2 separate regions of the Mus musculus genome follow, and region 2 is linked to region 1. Evidence: chromatin contacts called from public promoter capture Hi-C data. All regions are on one chromosome and are shown on one strand. The core of a region is the stretch at or near the end of the contact, and the rest is flanking DNA. Distances in the headings are between cores, read along the strand shown.

Region 1 (4,261 bases), core at 726-3,225:
ACCCCGAGTTTCCCTGTGTCTGCCTCTCTATTGGCAGGACTATGGATGCTGGTGTCTGCCACCAGCTCCCCAGCAAGGGTGCTGAGGGTCCAAATTCATGTTCTCACACTTGGGCAGCAAGCACTCCAGAGACGGAGCCACTTCACTCTCGCGCTAAGATATCGTTTTTATAGGTTATTTTGCTCTGGATAGGGACCCTTCCTGTTTTCTATGTGGGGTGCTGCCTTAGCAGTTTGTGGAATATGGTGTTGGCATCATGATTTTTTATTAGCAATGTTCTCACCTGTTGCAATCTCAAGAAGAGAACTCAGCAGGTATTCCGAGCACCATTTATATCTCTAAGTTTTATTTCAAAAGCTTGCCAAGATAAAAAAAATACATATCATTCAATATTTACATAGCTCTTTCTGCTCTTAAGTGGACCACATTCATTTTGCAGGGAAACTGTGTGTTGGGCAGAAGGCTAACCAGATTAAAGCAAATTCTTTCTGTTGAGATATGCTGGTCCTTGCACAGATAGTATTATCCTGACTGGACTGATTAAGTGTGAAGTTCTAGCTATTTGGTTTTACTCACATTGTGGGACAGAGATGACAAATAGATCTATCTTCAAATCACAGGCCTCTACCTCAGTGAAATTTCCAGCCCACAATATGTTAAAATCTCCACTTTATAAATAAGTACCTACTGTACCTTGCACATGAAGACCCTTTCTGCCCCGTTCCTGCTGACTGGAACCATGGCTTTCTATAAATGTAAATAATCCTTTTCAAAATGGAGAAAAGAAAAAGTTGGCCCCTATGACCGAATGCAGCAACCTCACCCTGAGTGGTTCATGAAGCCCTGCAGGGCCCCAGTATACAATGCCCTGGCACGCTGAAGGCTAAATGCAGAGATGGGCCTCTTGCAAGGGCATCAAACGGCACTGCAGGCAATCAAAAGGATGCCTGAAGAAAACTGTGCACTTCCTGTAGCATGGGTCAGAAATTCCTAAACTGAATCAAATTAACTGCGTTCTTGGCTAATAATAAACAGCCTAGAAAGGACTTAAACACCAGTGTTTCCTGGGCTCCGTTATTCCACTCTCTACCCATCAATCAGGATGTGTTTAAAACTCCCCAAGGGAGGCTCACTCCAACTCTCAGAACTCATGCTCTCATCTGGCCAGCTGTTCCCGGCGCACAAGAGTCCCTTGTGTCCAGATCTCTGGGGACCTAAGGCCTAAGAAAATAACTCTAACTTTCAAGGTTGGAAAGCGGTTTATAAGACAGAGGCCTCCAGTCTGAGAGCGGTCCGCGCTCTGTTTCAGTATTTAAAAAGTCTCAGAGCTCCCTCAGCTCTGCGCTGCCGAGGTAAAACAAAGCAAAAGGAAATCTAAGTTTGGAGGGGGAAATGAAGCCGAAGCATGCAAAAGAGCAAGTGCCAGCTCTCCCACGTGGGCCTAGTCAAAGTAGCGGAAGCTTAAGTCCCGTAAGACTAGAGGGACCGACGCAGCAGCCGCAGGAGCTGAGCCACGCGCCAGCTCCCGCCTGGGGGGGAGTGGTACTAAAAGAGGGTGGCAGCGGGGCGCAGTCCCCTCCATCATCCCGCTCCCCCTTCTATTACCCCACTCCCCATCAGAGCCCCGGTTACCACCGCTCGGGCCCGGAATGCAGATGAGTTCAAAGGCTGGGGACATCGGGGTGGCGCTGGGTGCCGCGCGCCCTGTCCCCTCCCTGCTGAGCGGTGGGTGGGGGGCGCTCCGGCTGGGGACACAGCCTGGAGGCTCGAGAAGGAACCCTGCAGGGCTGGCCCATTCACAGCTTGTAGGGTGATCTCACCTTCACCGCCGTGCAGGCGGAGCCCGAGGCCATGTCTGCACCAGGGAAGTCCACAGCGGGCCGCAGCGTGGGACCGGGAGGAGACTGCGGGGCCGGCGTGGCGCGGGAGTGAGCAGTGCGGGGACCCACGGGCTCTGGCTCCTCCTCTTCCTCCCGGGGAGCGCGGGATTGGCTGTTCTCCTCCACCCTCCTCCTCAAATCAGGTTCCCGCCTCCCGTCCCTCTTGCAGAGTTTTCGGCTTCTCGGGGCTTCTGTTGTTACTGTGCAGCCTGATGGCGAGTCTATGATCAAGATAGAAAAGCCACTTAGGATGTGCTTGTCACTTTGTCTTTTAACTGTTTCACAAGAACATGGTGAGGTAGCGCATTACTGCCAGTTCTGCGGCGACTTGGCTGCCCCGGTGGCCAGGGCTGTAAAATCAGGGCCTGCCGCATTCCTGGGCTTTGGGGAGGGCGGAGGGAAACTGAAGAGTGCTAGCTTGAGATTCCCGCCCCCCACAGCTCTGATTTACAAACTGGTTTATTTAGCTTCTGTTTGGCGGGGAGCTTTTAAGGAGGCAGGACCCTCCCCAACACCCAGCCTGATGCTACCAGCAAGGGGCATTTTTAAAATTCCTTTATACAATGGCTAGTGATGCAGATTTGTAATCCCACTCACTCATGAAGTCTGGTCAGCAAGCAGTATGGCAAGTTCAAAGTCTTACTTGGTTACAGAGTGAGTTCAAGACCATCTTGAGCAATATTAAGAGTCTATCTCAAAAATAAACAGAGGGCTTGGTATTTAGCTCAGCACTAAAGTGTTTATCTAGCATCCAAGGAGACACTAGCTTCAATCCTCACTCCAATAAAATAAGCAAAAATTAAAACAAAACTTTCTATGCCAGGGCAGCATACGGTACAGCAGGATTCAGGTCAGGACCTGTGTCTCTGTGATGCAATACCAGCAAGACCCACTCTGACCCCAGCGACCTTTCCCCTGGATACTCTCTCTGAGAGGCCCTATCCCTTCTCTACTAGGACAATTCATTATAGCCTTTGATGGTACAAGCTGCGCCAAACAAAATGCTGGGCAGCAGCTATCTTTTTTTTTTTCTTAGTTTATTTCATTATTTATATGTATGCACACACAAATACCTGCAGGTGTGTTTGTGTTTGTGTGTGTGTGTGTGTGTGTGTGTGTTTGTCCAGAACCCAGCCTGAAGCTGGAGTAACAGGCAACTGTGAACTGCCTGATATAGATTCTGGAAACCGAATTTACCTCTACAAGTGCTCTTAACCCCTGAGCCATCTCTCCAACCCTGGGTGACAGCTATCATTTTTTAAGGTTTATTTATTACTATATCTAAGTACACTGTAGCTGTCGTCAGATGCACTAGAAGAGGGCATCAGATCTCATTACGGATGGTTGTAAGCCACCATGTGGTTGCTGGGATTTGAACTCAGGACCTTTGGAAGAGCAGACAGTACTCTTAACAGCTGAGCCATCTCGCCAGCCCTGGGTGACAGCTATCTTAAGGGTGGTCCCCCGAGATATAGAAAAAGCTACAAATTTCTCTGTGGTTGGGAAGGAGCCAAGGAAGGAGATTCTGTTTTCTTCTTCTCAGCAGTGTTAACTGAAAGTTCCCAGAGAAAAGGTACCCTCGACTCGCATTCGACGAGGCCGATGAACTAATCAGGCTTGTGGAGAGTTGGAAAGTTTCTGGCCCAGAGCCTACCTTGCCCTGTCTTGCCCCACTAAGTGGTACTTACTATCTGCCTTTCTGTGTGCCTTATTGTCCTTGTGCCTATTGGGTAAATCTTTTGGAGTGTACAAAGCTAGCTCCCACCAATCCCAAAGGCGAGCCTCATCGGTAGCATCTGCAGCCTACACTCTATCCTTCCCTATAAGTCACCTGTGTGATGTTTTCAGGAATACATTCAAAGTGTTTTCCTGTGTGACTTTTGTTGTTGTCGTTGTTCCGTTCCTATGACAACTTGGTGAAACTGTTACTGTCCTGGAACATAATTTGGGTTGAACTAAATCTGTGTTCCCTGCCCTGGCCACTCATGCTTGGGTCCAAAACAAGTTCTCAGACTGTCTTTGGTGTGAGAGCTGGTGTTTATGTCAGTAGTAAAGCAATACCCGTACACCTCCATTTAATGAATCTCCACCTTCTGTTGGTGTGGATGCTGCCTGATGCTGTGTAGACCCATTCGTCGCCATTATCCACTCTGTGTCTAAGTTTTCTCAAGATATAAACATTTCTTCTGTTACAATCATTTTAGGTTATAAAATACAATGGAAAGCTGGGTGTGGTGGCGTAAGGCTGTGATTTTAGCATATAGAAGACAGAGGCAGGAGGATTGTAACTTTGAGGCCAGCCTGAGAAACATAGTGGGATACTGTCTCAGAAACCTAAAAACTAAACATAATGGCAGAAGTGATACAAAAATATTAGGTTA
Region 2 (4,261 bases), core at 482-2,981, 5.8 Mb before region 1:
TAGTTTTACCTGGCTCTTGAGTTAGAGACTGGTGTTTCTATTTTGCATTTCCCGATTAAATCCAACAGGCACCTTTAAGTGCCTATGCTCTGTCAGGCAAGCTGTTAGCATTGATTACTAGATGAGTCCTCTGACAATGCGCAAACAAATAAACACCATGGTTCCAGGTTGCCCTGAAAAGTAAAACACACTATTCAGTTCCTAAAGCACGGGGCCCTCATTTTACAAAATTCTTCTGCCTCTCCTGCCATCACACTCTCAGGCTGAGGTGTGAAGTAAGCTCGTTTTATTGTTTCGTTCACTTATTATGGGGTCCGCATAGATCCAACATAACTCATACATCAAGTGAATGATGTATTGTATTCAAGCTGCTACTGATCGACCAAGGCCGGAGAACATAGAACAGAGTCCGGAGAGTGACTTTTTAGGGGAATTACATAGCATATTTAAAGGATGAAACCATAAAGTAAGGGAGGGCAAGCAGGGTAGGCTGTAGCTTCGGCCAATCATATTTTGACCATAAAGGGTTGAGCATGCGAATTTCCACCAATCAGAATAGGAGCTGGTTCCTGGGCCTGGGAACAAGAACTTAGTTTGACCCTACAGCAAGCTGGAGAGTGTCCTTGAGATGGCTGGACTCAAACTGCTGTCTCCTTACAACTTTCCCTGAGATGACTGGACGCAGACAATTGTCTCCTTCTAAGTTGTCTCTGAGATGGCTGGGCTCAAATAGCTGTCTCCTTACAACAGAAGCTCCCCCAGGGCCTGGGACCTTGAATTTAGTTTACCCCTATGATTAAATGAAGCCTGAAAACGACATGGTAGTACTTAAAAAAAAAAAAAAGAACAAGTTTATTTTGCGGGGCGTGGTGGCGCATGCCTTTAATCCCAGCACTTGGGAGGCAGAGGCAGGTGGATTTCTGAGTTCAAGGCCAGCCTGGTCAACAGAGTGAGTTCCAGAACAGCCAGGGCTATACAGAGAAACCCTATTTCAAAAAATCAAAACAAAACAACAACAAATCAGGTTTATTTTGCTGGTTCCCAATACACTTACCTGTCCAACACAGCTTCTACTACGTGAGACACTGTGCTGAACGCAGGCAGTGTAAGGACTACCAGACAGGTTTTATCCTTAAAGAAGTCACAGTCTGATCGAGAAGACAATGAGTCATGGATTCTAACTGTATGAGAGACAGATTTGAGGGCAGAAAAATGCAGAAGCAAGACTCTGATTTCTTGGAAAACCGTTAAGTTCTTTGCTTCACAGATTCCCAGCAATGATTTGTATGTATATGGCAAACACTCAGGGCAGAGTTTAAAAGATCAATCTACCAAGCTCTCTGTTTGAACAATCACGTCAGTTTTCTGAGTCTATTTACTTATCCATAAAATAAAATCCGTGAAACCTGCATCCATTCCACTGGGTCATTCTAATAATTCACGGTGGCGGGCGGGGCGGGTAGGCGCGCGCGCGCGTGTGTGTGTGTGCGAAAATGAACCAGAGACAATGGATGCCACAAAGCAGGGTCTCTCGCCTGAATGGAAAAAGATCTGCTGTGAGTTAGCCCACGTAAGACGTGAGAGAAGTGAGATAACCCATGCGGTCCTTGGGGAAGCAGCTTTCACGCAGTCTCCTGGTCTTACTCGCCGGAGTTCCCCGGAAGTGCGCCACGCCAAGGCCCCGCCTCCGGCCCTGGGCCCGCCCCCGGTCCCGCCCCGCCGCATCTCGCGGGATCTCGCGAGTACGCCTGCGTCAGGTGCAGTCATGGAGGCGGAGGAGGCGGATGTGGATGTGGAAGGAGATGTTGCGGCGGCTGCACAGCCGGGGTGAGGCGCGGAGCGGGGTCCTGCGGGCCGGGCTGTGCTAGGCAAGGGTCGGAGGATGCGGTTGGCCGAGGGTCCGTGTGGACGGCGTCGGGACCCGGGGTGCTCCCAGCCGGAAGTCGGCCGGGTCCGGGAGTGGACCCGGTGCCCCAGGTTGCACTGTTTATCTCCACTTTCTGGGCTGCGATGGACAGTGTTTAATTCGGATTCCTACCTGCATTCGCGCTGTCTCAGGCGCCTCACAGCATCTTGAACACTGGCGTCTAATTTAGTCCTGCGCCCGCTAGCGACCTGGTCCAGTCGTTTGATTCCTCCTTCTCAGAGCAAGTTGTTGAAAACTTGGGGGAAAGGCAGCTTACCCTAAAGGATCCAGATTTTAGAGTTGGACAAGTCATGTTTGCCTTTTGCTTTTGCTCTTCCTGTTTACTGTCACTCTGACCGTGATCAAGGCATTTGAGGCATTTCCAAGCAAGGCTCCGCTTGCTTGGAAACCAAGAATCACTTGTCGATCTTACTGTTGTAAGCATCGAATGAAATAATTCTGAGAGATGTTTTAGCATATGGAGAATGCTCGGCAGATGTTTTCTTTGCTGTGTTAGGATAATGTAGTGAAGACCCAGTTAGGGGTGTCATGCCAGTGCCTGCAAGGACGGGCAGTGTGATTTTAAACTGAACCTGATTTGACACGTGCCTTTAGGAGGACGCGGTATCCCTCCTTTTAAGTAATGGGGGCCAGATAGGACCTCCTGTAGAAGCCAGGTACATTACTTGTAACTTGTCAGCGACTTCGTTAGAATTCTGCTGAAGTACATACTATTACTAGTACTGCTCCATTTTCAGCCCATATAGTTCATTTGACAGGAGGGCTGCTCCACTGTAGACTGCCAGTCCTCCTCTATAAGGCACCAGAATAAGAAGCATTTTAAAATAGCCAGTGAGTTCTTAAAATGTGATGAAAATGAGGGGTAGTTAACTTCACATAAATATTTTCTCAAAAGTTCAAAAGTTACGTGGATAGCCTGAGATAGCAATAACTCTACACCAGTGTGATATATCAGACTTGAGCAAGTGCTTGTGATGTTTGAGAATCGGTGACCTCAGTGGGCGAGGGCAGTTTGGAGTTCATAAAGGAATTCACCTGGTGTTCAGTGACCGTCACCTGAAAGCATTGGCTCTGTGCCTCTCTCAAGGGTTCGTTTTAACTTTCCTGGTTGTGTTTAGTTTTTCATCCCTTTTTCTTGTACCATTTTCTTGACACTTGAGACTACTGGTGGCATGTTGTAATGTTAACCTCGTATGTTAGGTCTCAAAGGAGAGACAAATGATTACCTGAGGTGCTGTATTACAGTGGAACTGGCCTCCAGGTTCTTAAAGCATCCTTCAGTCTTGCCTGTTGCAGGGTATGGCTGGCATACCCTGCCTCCTACCCTATTTTCTTTAGCCCTGAAGTTAGTCTGCCCTTCCCCCAGCTGCCCTTCTCTATATAATTCAGCCATTTTGGCTATCTGGCCCTTTTGGTCTGTCCTTTACTCTATTGGCCTGTCTCTTGGCCCAGGCAGCCTCTCTCTGTTGCAGCTTCTCTCTGCATTCTCTTTACATGGCCCAGTTCAGGGTCATATTCTCTCTGGATGTTCCCCACCATTGCATATGCTCTCCCTTTTATCTACAATGAACTTTCTTCTCCGCCATACTTAGGAGCAGTCATGTCCTGTCTTTTCTTTCCTTCCCTTCCCTTCCCTTTCCCCTTTTCCCCTCTTCCCCTTTTTCTTTTCCCTTCCCTTCTCCTCCACTCCCCTTCCTCTTCCTCTCCTCCTTCCCTCCATCCCTCTCTCTCCTTTCTTCCTTTCTTTCTTTCTTTCTTTCTTTCTTTCTTTCTTTCTTTCTTTCTTTCTTTCTTTCTTTCTATGCAGCATGCAAGCAGGATTAGGAGGGTCCTCATGTCAGCCACTGCTTCTGGAGCATCACTGACATTATGTGGAATGGTGCCCTGTAATGCTGGAGTTTGAATCATGTTGAGTTTAGTGTGCCGAGTGCCCCTTGAGGTATTTTGTGTTACAGGGGACAGTAGCATTTAAGGAACTCTTGAAGATTAGTTTGAAACATACCAGTTTTAAGCATTTACTGAAAGCTAGATACGAAAACCAAGCATTGCAATTTGGTTTTCTTTCAACTATTATTTCTTCTCATCTTCCTTTTCTGAATGTTTTTGAACCCTCCTTGAGGAAATGTGTTTTGCCATAAGAGTTGTGCTCAGTGGCCATTCCTAGTGATATCTCCAAGCCTGGCATCTCTCCTGACTTAATTTCTGTCAAGTTGATGTTTTGCTACCCTGCCATTCTAATGTACAAACCTAACTCTCAAATTCAACCTAACACTTGTTTTTATTTCCCTAAACCCTCACTGACCTGTGTCTGTGAGCTTCCGATCAGAACTCTAA

Evidence for each region. Promoter capture Hi-C pulls out the DNA fragments that hold promoters and counts their contacts.
Region 2: a contact with region 1 is called in a promoter capture Hi-C map of pre-B cells. The contact joins the promoter of Mysm1 here to the promoter of Mtap in region 1. A contact is called at or near these places in 1 of 39 promoter capture datasets (pre-B cells) and 1 of 484 Hi-C or Micro-C datasets (CD4 T cells).

The regions. Positions count from the first base shown.
Region 1 is chr4:89,135,084-89,139,344 of GRCm38.p6, reverse strand. It overlaps Mtap (methylthioadenosine phosphorylase), which reads right to left and starts at 1,975. Exons shown (of 8, transcript NM_024433.2): 1 at 1,821-1,975. The coding sequence starts at 1,853.
Region 2 is chr4:94,976,570-94,980,830 of GRCm38.p6, reverse strand. Mysm1 (myb-like, SWIRM and MPN domains 1) reads left to right here and starts at 1,731. Exons shown (of 20, transcript NM_177239.3): 1 at 1,731-1,827. The coding sequence starts at 1,766. Gm12694 (a long non-coding RNA gene) reads right to left here and starts at 1,710. Exons shown (of 3, transcript XR_867913.3): 1 at 1,055-1,710; 2 at 10-173.